Regions from separate parts of the Mus musculus genome. Here regions 1 and 3 are each linked to region 2. Evidence: chromatin contacts called from public capture Hi-C data. All regions are on one chromosome and are shown on one strand. Each heading gives the region's core, a stretch centred on a gene start, on an enhancer-like site or on the middle of the called end of the contact. The rest is flanking DNA. Distances are from core to core; before and after follow the strand shown.

Region 1 (4,711 bases), core at 1,652-4,151, 700 kb before region 2:
CCTCTCTCCTTTTTTTCTAGTTCTGGACCCCAGCCCAAGGAATGGTGCTGACCTCATTTTCTGAGTGGATTCCCCCGTGTCAGTGGAAAGCTAGATAATCAATACAGCATTGACATTCCTGAGGCTAACCCACTCTAAACAATCTTTCACAGGCATGTCAGGTGATTCCAGGTCCTAGTAAGTTGACAATCAATATTGGCCATCACAGGTATGATGGCCATCTATCTACCTGGGTAGATCCAGACAGAAATGTCTCATCAAAGACCCTTGACCCATCTTGTCCTAATAATTTCTTGAGGCTCAACCACCATGTGTTAACACATCGTTCTTGTGTTCTGATGTAGGATGACCAGAGTTATATTTCCTTCTATGCTTGCAAACTTTCTAAGTGTCTCATAACCCGGGGAAGTGGACTTTTGGCTATCTCTATTCTTTTCATTGTGGCTTTGGTAAGAAACTTTTAAAAATTATTATTTTATATGTACAAATGCTTTATCTTTATATATTTTGTACATTGGCATACCTGGTGTCCTTAGGGGCCAGAAGAGGGCATTGGATCACCTGGAACTAGAATTATGGATGGTTGTTAGATGTCATGTAGGTGCTGGAAATCAAACCCAGGTCTTATGGAAGAACAGCCATTGCTCTTAACTACTGAGATATTTCTCCATCCCTAACTAAAACAACTCTTACACAGCATGGTCTGAAGAAGTTGACCAGAAAGTATTCCCATAGAAGCTGGGAGGAAAACACTGGGGATAGCATGTAGTATTCTGGTACAATTCCTGGAGACATTTGTATGACCCTGGCTAAGGCTGTCTTAGTCTTTACTGGATCCAGACACTGGTGGGTCCTCTTCCCCAGCAAAAGCATAATTCTGCTAGATGGGCAGGATGATCCTCAGTAACAAACATTTGAAAAGGAACAATACTGATATACTTAAAAACATTCTGGCAATATGCAGTATCTTTGCCGTGTCAATCTCCCATGTTCCTAAGTGGCCAGACTTTCACTCTCTTGTTTCCATTTCTCTGTTTACATTATTTAAAGTGTAATCTGAGGCTGGGACCTGAAAGAGATTTAAGGATGACAGAACATGTGGAATGCTAAGCCTAAGGTGTATGTAAATTAGCAAAATGCTCTATTCAAGGCCAGCTACTCTTTGGGTATTAGTCAGAGTCAGATATGGGCTATTATTAAAGAGCTTTATCCCTTATTAATCTCTAAGTGCAATGATTTATTTCTCAGTGGGATGACATACTATTTCTGTAACAGCATCACCAAAATTTATAACCTGTGATGGTTAATATTGATTGTCAGTTTAGAATCACCTATGAGACAAGCCTCTGGGCCAGCTGTAAGAGAATGTCTGTGGGATTATCTAAGTTTCAATTGGGTGGGAAAATCTACTCAGAATGGGGGCAGCACCATTCCTTGGGCTAGGGCCCAGGACTGAATAAAAAAGAAAGAGGAGGATGAGCAAGAGCATTCATTAAGCAAAGCTCCAGGATGCCTGGTGAAGTTTGAATGTGAAATAAACATGTTTAATTCATACTAAGAAGTCTATTTATCTCAAATAAAGGCATCCTGTACTTTATCCAGTAAACCTCTCTTCTGTGAGCTCTTCAATCCCAGCTAAAGCCTGCTTTCAGCTTTCCTTGAGGGTTCATCCCTCCAACAATAGTAATGTATCCGATCTTTCTCATGTACATTTAGCTTTGTAGGGGAAGTCAAGACTATGCAGAGGCCTGGTGGAGCTGTTGGAAGGGAGAAGTTATGATGTGAGTACCCCAGAAACTGAGAACATAGGGGTTATTTGCAAATCGAGTGTTTGCAAACAGAAGACTTCTCATTGGTGGGAGAGTCAATGTAAGACAATGCTGACCAGGTGAGCTGTCATCAATCTGGGGGTCCCCAAGCACTATAGCTCTGGTAGCACCAATATCTACAATCCCATGATGAAAAAATAAAAAGGAGAATCTTGTGTTCATTTTCAAGACAGTTTCTCCAAAGATGCATTCCATCTTGTTAAACTTGTCCACTGCCCTTGAATCTTTAGTGATGGGCTCACTAGAATGACTAATGTGTGGGATATTTTCTTTTTACCCCAATTGCTAGCTCTAACAGGGGTTCTTGGTAGAGATCAAAGCTTCCTGACTGCTGGTGCAGGCTTGCAAGGAAATAACTTGGGAAGGAATTTATTCTAAGGAATATGTTTTAATTCAAGGCTGAGCCTGTATATCCCAAAGGAAATACAATTCTACTGGTGAGGACATGGCGTCTGGAGATGTATAGCAGTTGTTGCAGTTACGTAGCTGGTCTTCATGAGATCAGGATTCAATATGTGTTCCAGTGTCTGCAAGCCAAGTACTCCACGCAAGGGGGACCCAGGGCCCATCAACAAAGTTGAAACAGACACCACAAAAGCCAGGAAGTTTATGGCTCAGAACTAATGTTGAGAACAATCCAAGGCCAGGTGGTCAGAATGAATTCCTTGGATAATAGAAAGGATGAGAAAGTCTTGTGTTTAGATCATTACCTTTACACTCATAGTGATTTTGATCCTCATCGGAGAGATAACTCTACTATAGCTCCAGTGTAGATAGAGGTCTTATTACCTTTAAAAGATTTATTTTCTATCAAAAAAGTAAAATGAAAACTACAGAGGACTGTGGCTGGCAAGCTGGCACAAAGGGAGGTCTCAGAGACCCCCTCATCCCCCCACCTTCCTCTCCTTCCCATCTCCCTCTCTCAGAAAGAAGAGGGTACATATAAAAGAGGCACACTGGGACACATTTCCTGGGTCATGTGGGAAAGAGAAGGATGAGGAGGAAGTCGACGCTATACCAAGTTACTCATCCATCAGAGGCCACCCGAAGGTCGAAGGTTCCCAAAGATGGTAAACAACCATGACCTAAGCAGGAACAGGCATTAGCATCTAGTAAGTAGTAACAGCCTTCTCTACTCCCGGAACAAGCTGTAGTGAAATTTAAATACCATTGTCTCGATCAGCAGGATGCCAGTCAAAATCATCTTCTCTATCCTGTTTCCAATCACAGACCCCAAGATCAAAGCTGCAGTCAACTGAGATGTTTAAGTCTGCATAAAAAAAAAAAAGAAAGAAAGAAACGAAGAAAGAAAGAAAGAAAGAAAGAAAGAAAGAAAGAAAGAAAGAAAGAAAGAAAGATCAGCACCATTAAGAACATTACAACAGTAGCTAATTTGCAACTCTGGAAGGCAATGTCATGGGTTTAGGCGAGTAGAATATAGATCATATTAATTGGCAAGCTTGCAGGTGTAGATTAAACCAGATACACTATTTCTTTTTTTAGACTTTAAAACTTTATGTGTATGCATGTTTTGCCTGCAGGTACATTTGTGCACCATGTGTGTGCCTGGTGCCCATGGAGGAGAGGGCATTATTATCTCCTGGCACTGGAGTTACAGATGATTCTGAGCTACTGCGTGAATGGGAACAGAAGCCGGGACCTCTGCAAGAGCAGCACTTGCACTTAACCCACTGAGCCATCTCTCCACATAACCTATTTTTTGAGTCTATAAAGGCATGCTCAACAAATTCTGTTGTAATCTTTGAGAATAAAACCGTAGGGGCTAGAAAGATGGTTCCGCAAAGCAGGGAATGAAACAGGCTGTTTACAAAACTCAAGCCAGAGACTGAAAACAAAGCTCAGAAACAAGTGTTTGTGGGATGCTCAGCCATACATAGAACATCTAAGTCACACCCCTCTCTACAAGGTTCAGGTATTCCGTAATAGTGAGAGAAAGCAGACCAACACACACATCAAATCAGTATTTCCCCTGCCCTACAACATCTCCAAACCAGATAGTTATAGATAGCCCCTGTGCCCCTAAGGTAGTGGCTCTCAACGTTCCTGTCAGGACCCCTGGCTCCGCCAACCATAAAATCATTTTGTTGCTACTTTAGAACGATAAACTTGCTATTGTTATGAATCATAATGTACATAGCTGATATGCAGGATATCTGATATGTAACCCTGTGAGAGGTTGAGAACCACTTTTCTTAAGGCCTTCTGGAAGTATTCAAATGATCCAATCTTATGTGGTCTCTCCTGCCCCGTCCCCCTTGCCTTTATTCTTAGAGAAACCTTAAAGACCTTTGGCCTAGTTTTCCACTAGGTCCTCCCCTTGCTCAGAGTGTCCCCCTTCTCTTGGGAGTGTACATAATAAATCACAGTTTCAATGGCTTTGGCCTCATGTTGTCACCTAGTCACCTCCACTAGTGCAAATCCAATGGGCATTTCATGATTCCAATCAACACTCTTTGTTAGACATTTGCCAGGGGCATATTGGATCAAATAAGCTGACCTACTGACAGGTTTGAACATGTTTCATTTTGTTGTTGTTGTTATTTGTTATGGCACAATGGATGTGGAGTTCAGATGTATCAGAGGAATACGTGGGGACTCAGCCAGTGCAGGACTTGAACCAGTGTCTCAGGTTACCTTTACATATAGCAGAGGTCTGCAAGCTAGCACCTTGGCCTACTGTCTATTTCGTATGGTAGCATACCATTCCGCTTACTTAAATGGTATCTTATTCCCTTAAGCTACAAGGACAAAGGGACCCTTGAGCTACAGAGACCAGGTGGCTCCCAAGGCTTCACCTGTTTGCTCTCTGGCCCTTTCCACAGAAGAGTGTGCTGACTCATGAAGTAAGATAAGGGTGAGAC
Region 2 (4,837 bases), core at 598-3,097:
TTCCTTCTGCTTCCCTGCTTTGTACTGTTGGACAACATGGAGGATGAACGGAAGCCCGTGAGCTCCAAGTCCTTAGCCTTGCTCTGCTGCTGATTGGGTTCATGTCGCCAAGCGTTCCCAAGAGCCCACTATGTGGCAGGCAATGTGCCAACAGGACAACTTGCTTCCTTTCCTTATGATCTCTTATAGGCCATTTGATTGCCATTTAATAACATAAAAAAAAATACACTCCATTTTGTGTGTTTTCAATGAGCACTGAGAACCATCGAGCAGGCCTCCCACGCCAAGACTGTGGAAAGTCTTCGGAGGTGATAACCGGTCCTGGTTGTTGTCATTTGTATCGATTTGTTTTGCCCCTCCTGGTGGGCTGGGTCTCCTCAATGGTAGGTCAAAGACTTTACATTGGTTTGTGTCTTTTGGGAACAGCAACATTGGCCCACAATCAATGATGCTTTTTGAAAACAAAGCACCCAACTGAACTGGGCTTGCAGGACCTGGCCCCTGAATGATGACGAGCAGACTCATTCATTTAGAGGGCTTCTTTTAAACACAGGTGCAGGCATGGGGCTGCTGCTCCCTTTGGGTGGCCTCAGGTTTCTCATATTTGGCCAGAGTCTTTGCGGCAGCGTGGAAAGACTTTGATTGAGCTCTACTTTCTAGGCTTTTAGGGCAGTCATAAGGTTTGGACCCAACCTGGCATTCATGGTATATTCCATCCATCTTGGGGAAAATATATATATATGTATATATATGTACACACACACACACACACACACACACACACACACACGATAGTAATGTGATAGTTTGATATAGAGATACTGCTGAATGTAACCATTGTTCAAGGTCAATGTAGTAAACCTGGAGGATAGGATAATGACTATATTTCTACTCTGCTCACTGTCTGCTAGAGGCTAATCAAAATATCTCGTCTTCCCCTCAGAAGCAGATGGCATGATGATTGAGATTATGCATGCTTAATGTAGGAAGCTTTGCTACCTACATGCCCCAAATCATGGACATACTGGCAAATAGGAGCTGGGATTTGAACCTGGCAGCTGTGTTTGTGATGTTCTTCACCCCTGTCTCCTATCTGGTTTGAGAGACATATCTTGGAGCTGTTTGCAAAGTTTATTTTCTCTCTGATTTTGTTTCTCTTAATTTCACTGTGTGTTTGCACCAGCATTTTCCATTGTTATTGTTATTATGTGACATAATTATATGTAAGGAACAGAGGCAGAGAGCTGACTATTTCTCTGAAAATCAAAAGGGGATATTTGGGGGGAAAACCAAATTGAGAAATGGCTGAGTTTATGGCCACTAACATCTGTTCTTCTAAGGAACTTTAATTGGTGTTGTGTATGATGTGTTTGTATGCATGTATTGTTTTGTTTTGTTCTGTTTTTTTGTGGGTTTTGTTTTATTTTGTTTTGTTGGTTTGTTTGTATGTTTTTCTTTTGTTTGTTTTCTTCCCAAAGACTTTTTACTTCCTGGAGATTGGAACTGCCATTGCTGTGTAAAAGACATAGCCTGTACATCATCTGTGATACCAGAGACAGGCTTAATGTCCTCCCAAACACAAATGCAAGCCAGCAGTATCCATGATAAATGTTCTTTCCTCCCTGACCCGCTATAATTCGGAGAGTGGCCAAGGTCATTTTCATGTCATTTTCCTGCCAACCTCGACTCCTGAAAGGCTTTTTAATAACTGACTCCAAAGAGCCTTTGCTCTAACTAGTTCTGCTCTACACTGCCCCCTAGCGCTACATCCATGACCTGTGCCTAGGCCACTCCCTGCTTCTGAACTTGCCAGCCCTTCTTGCCCCCAGAAGCATGACAAAGAAGAACTTCTGGTGCTACTGGTTGCACCCAGTCCTATCTGCCAGCATTTCTACTTCCTCCAAGTAAGCAACACTTCAGCCAGGCGGGTTTAGAGTTCCTTCCTCCTAATTCCTCCACATAGTTCCATTTCCGCATTGTTCTTTAGTCCAGGGGTGCATAACCCTACTTTCAACTTCCCAAATGTTTCCCAAGCAGCCATATGTCATGAGTATTAATGTCATGAGTAGAAATCTGGAGCCAGACGTCTGGGTAGATGTGCTCATTCTGCCCAGGAATGGTTTCCTAAGTGTGCCGCCACACAGTGGCTTAGAGCTCAAGCTTAGGCTCTAGGTTTGGTATAACATTGAGCTGACACTATGTTGATATTCTTTAAAAAAAAACTGATACTATGTATTAGCTTAATATTTTTCAGGAAATTCAATATATGTAAAATTCATGTTAAATTCACAGCTCATACCATATAAGGAATAAACTCCAGCATAGAACAACAAGGAAGAGGAGGCAGAAAGAATGTAAGAGCCAGAGGGCAGGGAGGAGTGCCTCAAAACACTTCCCTCCGGGAGTGACAGGGTGAGTCATTCATGAGCTCACAGCAGCTGTGCTTACCTGCATGGGGCCTGCACAAGAGCAGGCCAGACAACATTCTACTGTAGATAGGGTCCATGAGCTCTAGGCCCTACTTCTTAGTGGCAGTGGATAGCTGCTGGAGGAGGGAGATTCATTCATTTTAAGGATGTGGCCACATGAAGCTTTCCCATACTGTAGTGGATGACCCAGACCCATACATGTGGGCATCACTAACTGATCTTGGAAAGTTATTTTAAAAATTATGGAAGTAGGAAGATCAATTGAGGAGAATAAGGGGGAATTTGGAGGGGGAAATGGGCCTAAATGTGATATTTCACTATACACATATATAGCATTTTTAAGAATAAAGGAAATGTAGAAATTCATTGCAGACATAAACATAAAATCACAAAAGTTGTAGAAATGAACAGAAGAGAAAATGATTCTGTTTTTCGTGGGAAGAATTAGAATAATGTTCTTGTTTTTGACACAGGGTTGCTCTATTTAGTCAAGATTAGCCTGGAACTGCTGATCTCCCTGACAGCCCCCCCCCCAAATACTGGGATTACAGGCATATAACACGCCATCTTGCTAGCGAGTATTTCTTAAATGTGCCACTGAAGTCATACCCCATAAAAGAAAGCATTGACAAGTTCAATTTTGAAACCAATTGCTTCTGCTCCGAAAAAAAAAAAAATGGTAAGAAAATGTAAAGATATGGAGTAAAGAATATAAGTGTGTATTGAGAATTTACCCAAAATGTGTTCAAGAGAATGAAAGTATACAACCCTCACTGGGCACAGTGCTGTATGCCTGTATGTTTAGCATTTATGACACTGAGGCAGTTAGGAGTATTATGTGTCCAAGGATAGCTTGGGCTACATAAAGAGATACTCTCAAGAACAATAATGTAGGTCAAGTAATAAAGACAAATAAAAAATTGAAAAGATAATTTACAAAACAACTTCCAAAAGCTGTATTTTTGGTACACAGCAAAGCTGCAAAGAAGCTTAGGTACCGTTCGACACACACACAAAAATGAAGCTGCGGCTGCCATTTTGAAATTCTGGGGTTGCAGGGGGAGGGGCACTGCCAGAGCAGGACTAGTCACATTGGAAGTGGTTACTAAATAAAACCTACTATCACCCCTGTTTTGTTGTTTTGCTGTATTCGACAGGGTGTCCATGTATAATCCAGGCAACATTCAGCCTCCCAATTGGGAGAATTTAGAGGTATAAGCCACCAGGCCTGGCGTGTCACCCTAGCAGCAGGAAGCAGAAACTCAGTGAGTTGATTGTGCCCTACAGCTGTCACATGACAGACACAGAGCAACGCGACTCACTTTCACTTCCCGTGAGAATGAATGTGAACTGTCCCAGTGGCCCTGCCCCTTCTTAGCAGCACGTGGGAACAACTGGTGGCCACGTATTCTGTGGCAGGACTAAAAAGCCTGCTCGAACACCTATTGTTTCTTTTCCCTATGTCTTAGAAGTAAGCTGAGCACAGGTTTTGTCACATTAGATAAATGAGAAAAGTAAGGAAGTAAGCAACTTGTCTAAAGGCCAGATCCAGGTAGGAGCTTTACAGAAACAAAGATGCCTGCAGCACCGTCCATGTCTCTTTGCATTCCGACATCCACTTCTCCCTTCCTGCAGAAAAATGCTAACAAACGCATAGCTGGTCTCTGTGGGGAGGGCTGCTTCCGCCAGACAGTCTTGCTTTTCCCTGCAGATCCCAGGATGCCTTGCAGGAAGGGCTGCAGTAGCCCCCTACCCTCCCCAAAAGAAATGATTTCGTGTTCTTCTGCTTTAAGAGGTCGGCACTGGAGGCCCTGCCTCACTGTTGCTAATGTCAGCTTCCAGTCACCCCTTCATTTATTCCATAAGCATACATTCCAAATCTAGTAATTTTGCTGTGAGCTTGAGAAGGAGGAAGTGCGAAGGTGGAGAGAGATGAAAAAAAAAAAAAAAGACCTACAAAGGTATTCATTTTATCCGTAGGGATTATGGAAAAGACTGAAAAGTGTTCAGAGAGTCGCAATCACAGAAGTGCTGAAAGCCAGGTATGGGAGCCAAGGAAGGCAGCAAAAGCCGAGCTTGGGCAAGAAAGAGACTGTCCTCTCACGAGGGGGCACGTGCGCTGAGAAAATTGGCAAGCACTGCAAAGGGCTTCTCCCCACCCCACAAGTCAGTCACTGTCACTTCTCAGCGCACCTCAGGTTTAGCCCTCCTTTAAGAAAAGCCTCAGGAATGTTTTTTCTTCCTTGATAGTAGAGGTGAACAAAGTGAAGCTTTGAGGCGGTGACGAGCTCTGTAAATAAGCTCACCCAGCTTTTGAGCGGGGCGGCCAGGCCATGTTGTCAGCTCAGTGTATTGGCAACTAGCTTTGGGCTCCTTCTCCCACACCCTCACAGTCATGCCCGACTCTT
Region 3 (4,577 bases), core at 1,017-3,516, 610 kb before region 2:
CATATACACATAAAATAAATAAATCATTACATTAAAGAAGGTAAGTGGTGTACTTCAGTGGGAGACATTCAGATAATCAGTGAGTCAGGGATTCCTGTGCCAAAGGGAAAACCTTTTATGACTTATTTGTAATATGCTTGTTGGTTTAATTCTTCCAAATCTTGCAAGTACAGCTCTCTCTGGCAACTCCAGTCCATCTCAGAAAGACAAATCCTAGACTGCCCCCAGTTAGCAATTTTAAGAAAGTAAAAAACAAAACAAACAAACAAAACAAAAAACCCCAAAAAACTTCCGGGCGTGGTGGCACATGCCTTTAATCCCAGCACTTGGGAGGCAGAGGCAGGCGAATTTTGGAGTTCGAGGCCAGCCTGGTCTACAGAGTGAGTTCCAGGACAGCCAGGGCTACACAGAGAAACCCTGTCTCAAAAAACCAAAACCAACCAATCAAACAAAACCCATGCTTAATAAGGAATAGCCATCAGCATTTTCCAGACTGTGCCAAAGAGTGAAAGATAGAATTTTCTAGAATTTATTAAACCTGCTATAATAATTAGGGAATTTATAAACTACATCTTAAAAAATATCTTTTCTTCATTCCACTGAGAATTTTCTACAATGAATTTTTGATCATATTCATACTTGTCCCCCATCTTGTCAATATGCAGCCCTGGTTGACTGGTACGTGCTATATAACCCAGAGTGGCCTCAAATTCACAGCAATCTTCTCACCTCAGCCTCTGGAGTTCTGGGATTACTGGTGAAGAGGTTAGCTCAGGAACTTTAGAAAATTCCACCAGACCCCCCCCTCCAGACCATAGGGAGAAGGAACCAAGCATTGGAGCTCATAGACATGTACCAAGACTGTTGGCCACCCACCTTATTCCCTATAGACCAATCAGTTTAAAAGTCACACTGTTCTGCCAATCACATTGTGCCTAATGGCTGCTGCCTGGGGAACTGTGTAAAGGCTCACTGGACGGGCTGTGCATGGTCGTTCTCTCCCCATGTGCAGGGCACCCCTAACATGTTGGAATAATAAACTCCTCTTGCTTTTTGTGTCGATTCCTGGCTCTGAGCCGTTCACTCAGGGAGTCCCCAGTAAGCTAAGGCTAGCCAGAGTCTTAGACTGGCATGTGCCACCACACCTGGCAGAATCTAAATCATAAAAAGAAAACCCAACCAAATCCTAGTTAGGGTTACTGTTATGAAACAGATGAAACACCATGACTGAAAGCAAACTGTGTAAGAAGAGGTTTATTTTGCTTACATTCCTTATAACTGTTTATCATTGAAGGAAGTCAGGACAGAAATTCAGAACTGGAACCTGGAGGTAGAAGCTGATGCAGAGGTCACGGAGGAGTGCTGCTTACTGGTTTGATCCTCAGGGATTGCTCAACCTGCCTTCTTATATAACCCAGGACCATCTGATCAGGGATGGCACCTTCCACATTGGGCTGAGACCTCCCTCATGGATCACCATTTAAGAAAATGTCCTATAGGCTTGCCTACAGATTTATCTTATGGAGGCATCTTCTCAATTGATGTTTTCCCCTATCTAATGACTCTAGTTTGTATCAAATTGACATAAAATTAGCCAGCACAACAATCATCACAGGCAGGGTATACCACAAACAGAAATGATTGAGGAAAAAGACTAAGGTTTGTTAATAATCAGAACAGAGAATCTGGATGAAAAAACTTACCGTTCCAATAAAGCTGGCTTGAAATGCTGCTGAGTCCAGCATAGCTTTGATAGGGTTGGAATGATATGGTCCCAGCCCCTGGAACAGGGTCACCAGCGTATGGGCCTCCACATGGCTGCTTTGGGTGTAAGGCTTGTTGGTATAATAATGCACGTATTTCCTCATTCCTCTTTTATGGAATGCCACCCTACTTGTTAATGTTAATGTCTCCATGGTAATCAGAGGCAGCATGAGTCCGGGAGGTGAAAGAGTGTCTAATGTCTCAGCAAAATGGTGAACGATGGGACCTTCAGGACAACCCTTAAGGCTGTGGGAAAGAGCTCCAAATTCATGAATCCAAAAGTATACAATTTTTCAACTATGCAAAATATAAGGATGTAATATGAATTAGATGAGGGGCTTCAAGGAACTAAAGGAGCAAAAGCAGCTGCACTGAGGACCAAGTTGTCAGAAAGATGCTAAGGAAGGAGATAGAGATCTCAGGAGATCCCATCCCGCTCAGTTTCTTTGCTTATACTTACAAAGGCAGCCGGATTCCTGAGTTCAAAGTGAGCCTGAGACAGAAGGAATTTAGGTCCAGGGCCAGGCAAGGTAGAAACGGTAATTTCAGGGTGGGGTTCCACCCAGCTATTTTATTCCCAGTGTTTAACAAAGGCAAGCAGATCTCTGGATTCTTTTGAAAGGTTAAAAAAAATGTGTGCTTGCAGTCTAATGAGAATTGAGGGTCTGATGTCTTTGGGTGCTGATTTGTAGAATAATCAAAAGGAAACCTGCAGTGAATGACTGAATTGATATGTAAAATAAAAGAGTGGGCTTATGCTCTCCACTAGATGAGCTGTCCAGAGAGTGTTTTAGAACAAGAGAGAACTACTTGGAAATCTGTCTCGATGAGAAAATCGAGAAAGAGCTATCTGGAGATCCCCAGGAAAAGCAGAACAGAGAGAAAACTGGCTAGAAAGCTGGTTTGAGCAGAGCGTAGGCCACCAGCTAGTAACCCATGAGATGACTTTGAATCATTTGTTTCTCTGCTCTCAAACACTCTGAGAACCCTTCTCCAAGCTGAGGCTGGTCCTTGGCAAAATGCAAAACAGCATGGGAGAAAACTCACACCTGGGCTAGCAAACCGAAGTAAGACCTAGAGAGGGGTATGGATTAAGCTTGGTCGGTCAGAAAGGGAACAAGGATTATATTAGGGACAATGCCCACGGGAGAAAATATAGACAATGTTAGGCAATGCTGGAGTGGAAGTGTGTGAAGGACAGAAGGGAGGAAGGTTGCTTGGAGCATCCTAGAATACAACCAAGAAGGGTGGCAGAGTGGCCTGAGTATTTTGGTCTCAGAGTCCACCGTCAGAAGAAAAGTAATTTCTCTTAACAGTGGATCTCTTAAATCATGTCCCAACTCAATCAGCAGCAGGAAAAGTGACTTGGGTGTACACATTTTGATAGATTGCAGAGACAGCCACCAGGCCCCTGGGTTACTAATGTTTTCTATAGCTAGAGGTGTCTAAGATACATCCAGATGATGGTCATAGGCCAGGCCAGACATTTTTCTTATGCCTTTTTGCTTAGGAATCACCCATTTCCATTTGAGATCACATTCAGAGTTGATGTACAAGTCAGTCCGTCTCAAGACTGAGGAGATGGCTTAATTGGCCAAATAGGCGCTTCTTGGGCATGAGGACTGGATTTTGGATCCCTAGCACCCATTTGAAAAGCTGGGCATGCCTGGAAGGCCAGCCCGAAGGAGGAGGAATGATGATTCCTAGAGCTTGCTGGCAGCCTGTCTCGATGCATAGGTGAACTTCAGGTCCAGTGAGAGGCCCTGGCTCAAAAAACAAAAACATTAAGGTGGATGTATTTTGTGGCCCTTACTTTTGCAGGGGAGAGAAAAGGGAAGGGAGAGAGGGAGGGAAGGAGAGAGACACAGACAGAGACAGAGAGACAGAGTGCAAAACATCAGTACATTAGGTATTGATAATATCCAGCAGAAACCGAGAGAGGAAATGCACAGATGGAGTTCTAAGCTGGGAGAGTTCAGGGCAACAGATGGAGATAACACCATCAAATGGGGTGCTCACTGCATGGAGCAAACAATCACCTGGAGAGTTTGAGGCAGTCAGCTGATGCTGCTGACGGAGCTTTTGCTTCATGGATGAACTTCCGGGTTTCATTTTCCACTGAAGGCACGTTTGGACTGTGGGATAAGCCACGGGAATGCCTGTTGGACACAGTTGCCTTTTAGCTAGTCTCAAGGACACTGTTTTCCTTCAGGCGGTTTTGCTGTTCTCTTCCTGAAACCATTTAGGAGTTCAGAGCAGGTTCATTCTCTGCTACTTAATGAGCGAAAAGGCAGGAAAAGTTTGCGAGGCAAGCAAACCCAACGTTTATTCAAGGAGATCAATTTGACTAGAGTTTAAAAGAAAACCACAGGGCAGGGAAGCTGTAAATCTCAGCAGCCAACTTGGAGGAGGAGAACAAAGAGGAGAAGGGAAAGTGCCATGCAGTTTGGGTTAGGCCTGCATGGAGGTCAGCCTCAGGGTGAACCAGCAGCCACTTGGCAGGGAGGGAAGCTTTAGAGAAAGAGTGAAAAAAAGCAGACTTAGCTCAGACTTAGGCTCTGGGCAGCCTGGAAAAGAGAGACACACAGAGAGACAGAGAGAGACACAGAGAGAAATAGTTACGACCCACCTGAACATCCGGGCGGATCATAAGGACTGTGATGGGGGAGGAAATTCTGGGAAGTAAAAGTTCATTGTCTCATTAAAGCCGTAATTATTGCACTTATCTCTTCCTCGAGGCTTACGGAGCCTGCCTTTCTGAGGGGCGTTTCCGTAATCAGGTGATTTATTGTCCTCACTGGATTAAGTTGTTT

The links. Capture Hi-C pulls out chosen DNA fragments and counts their contacts.
Region 1: a capture Hi-C map of embryonic stem cells shows a contact between it and region 2, with 6 times the contacts expected there. The contact joins two enhancer-like sites. A contact is called at or near these places in 13 of 39 promoter capture datasets (the 3T3-L1 cell line, 3T3-L1-derived adipocytes, the C10 cell line and 9 more), 2 of 15 datasets of contacts at CTCF or cohesin (pro-B cells and stem cell-derived epiblast-like cells), 32 of 484 Hi-C or Micro-C datasets (the AML12 cell line, the Ba/F3 cell line, the G1E-ER4 cell line and 13 more), 6 of 115 datasets of contacts at active chromatin or transcription factors (embryonic stem cells, epiblast stem cells and trophoblast stem cells) and 3 of 9 other capture datasets (adipose tissue, embryonic stem cells and liver).
Region 3: a contact with region 2 is called in a capture Hi-C map of embryonic stem cells, with 10 times the contacts expected there. The contact joins two enhancer-like sites. A contact is called at or near these places in 1 of 15 datasets of contacts at CTCF or cohesin (large pre-B cells), 2 of 484 Hi-C or Micro-C datasets (3T3-L1-derived adipocytes and the HPC-7 cell line), 9 of 115 datasets of contacts at active chromatin or transcription factors (all in embryonic stem cells) and 1 of 9 other capture datasets (embryonic stem cells).

The regions. Positions count from the first base shown.
Region 1 is chrX:166,528,975-166,533,685 of GRCm38.p6, forward strand. Egfl6 (EGF-like-domain, multiple 6) reads right to left here. Exons shown (of 12, transcript NM_019397.3): 10 at 2,998-3,099. Among named protein-coding and RNA genes, the nearest start is that of Tceanc, 21 kb to the left of the region's middle. Within about 2 kb of position 2,902, at least 9 of the 459 cell types and tissues checked have an H3K27ac peak or open chromatin away from gene starts, as enhancers often do. A contact at or near this core is called in embryonic stem cells, where this site is marked.
Region 2 is chrX:167,227,599-167,232,435 of GRCm38.p6, forward strand. No RefSeq gene overlaps it. Among named protein-coding and RNA genes, the nearest start is that of Tmsb4x, 21 kb to the left of the region's middle. Within about 2 kb of position 1,848, at least 76 of the 459 cell types and tissues checked have an H3K27ac peak or open chromatin away from gene starts, as enhancers often do. A contact at or near this core is called in embryonic stem cells, where this site is marked.
Region 3 is chrX:166,616,860-166,621,436 of GRCm38.p6, forward strand. No RefSeq gene overlaps it. Among named protein-coding and RNA genes, the nearest start is that of Egfl6, 33 kb to the left of the region's middle. Within about 2 kb of position 2,267, at least 11 of the 459 cell types and tissues checked have an H3K27ac peak or open chromatin away from gene starts, as enhancers often do. A contact at or near this core is called in embryonic stem cells, where this site is marked.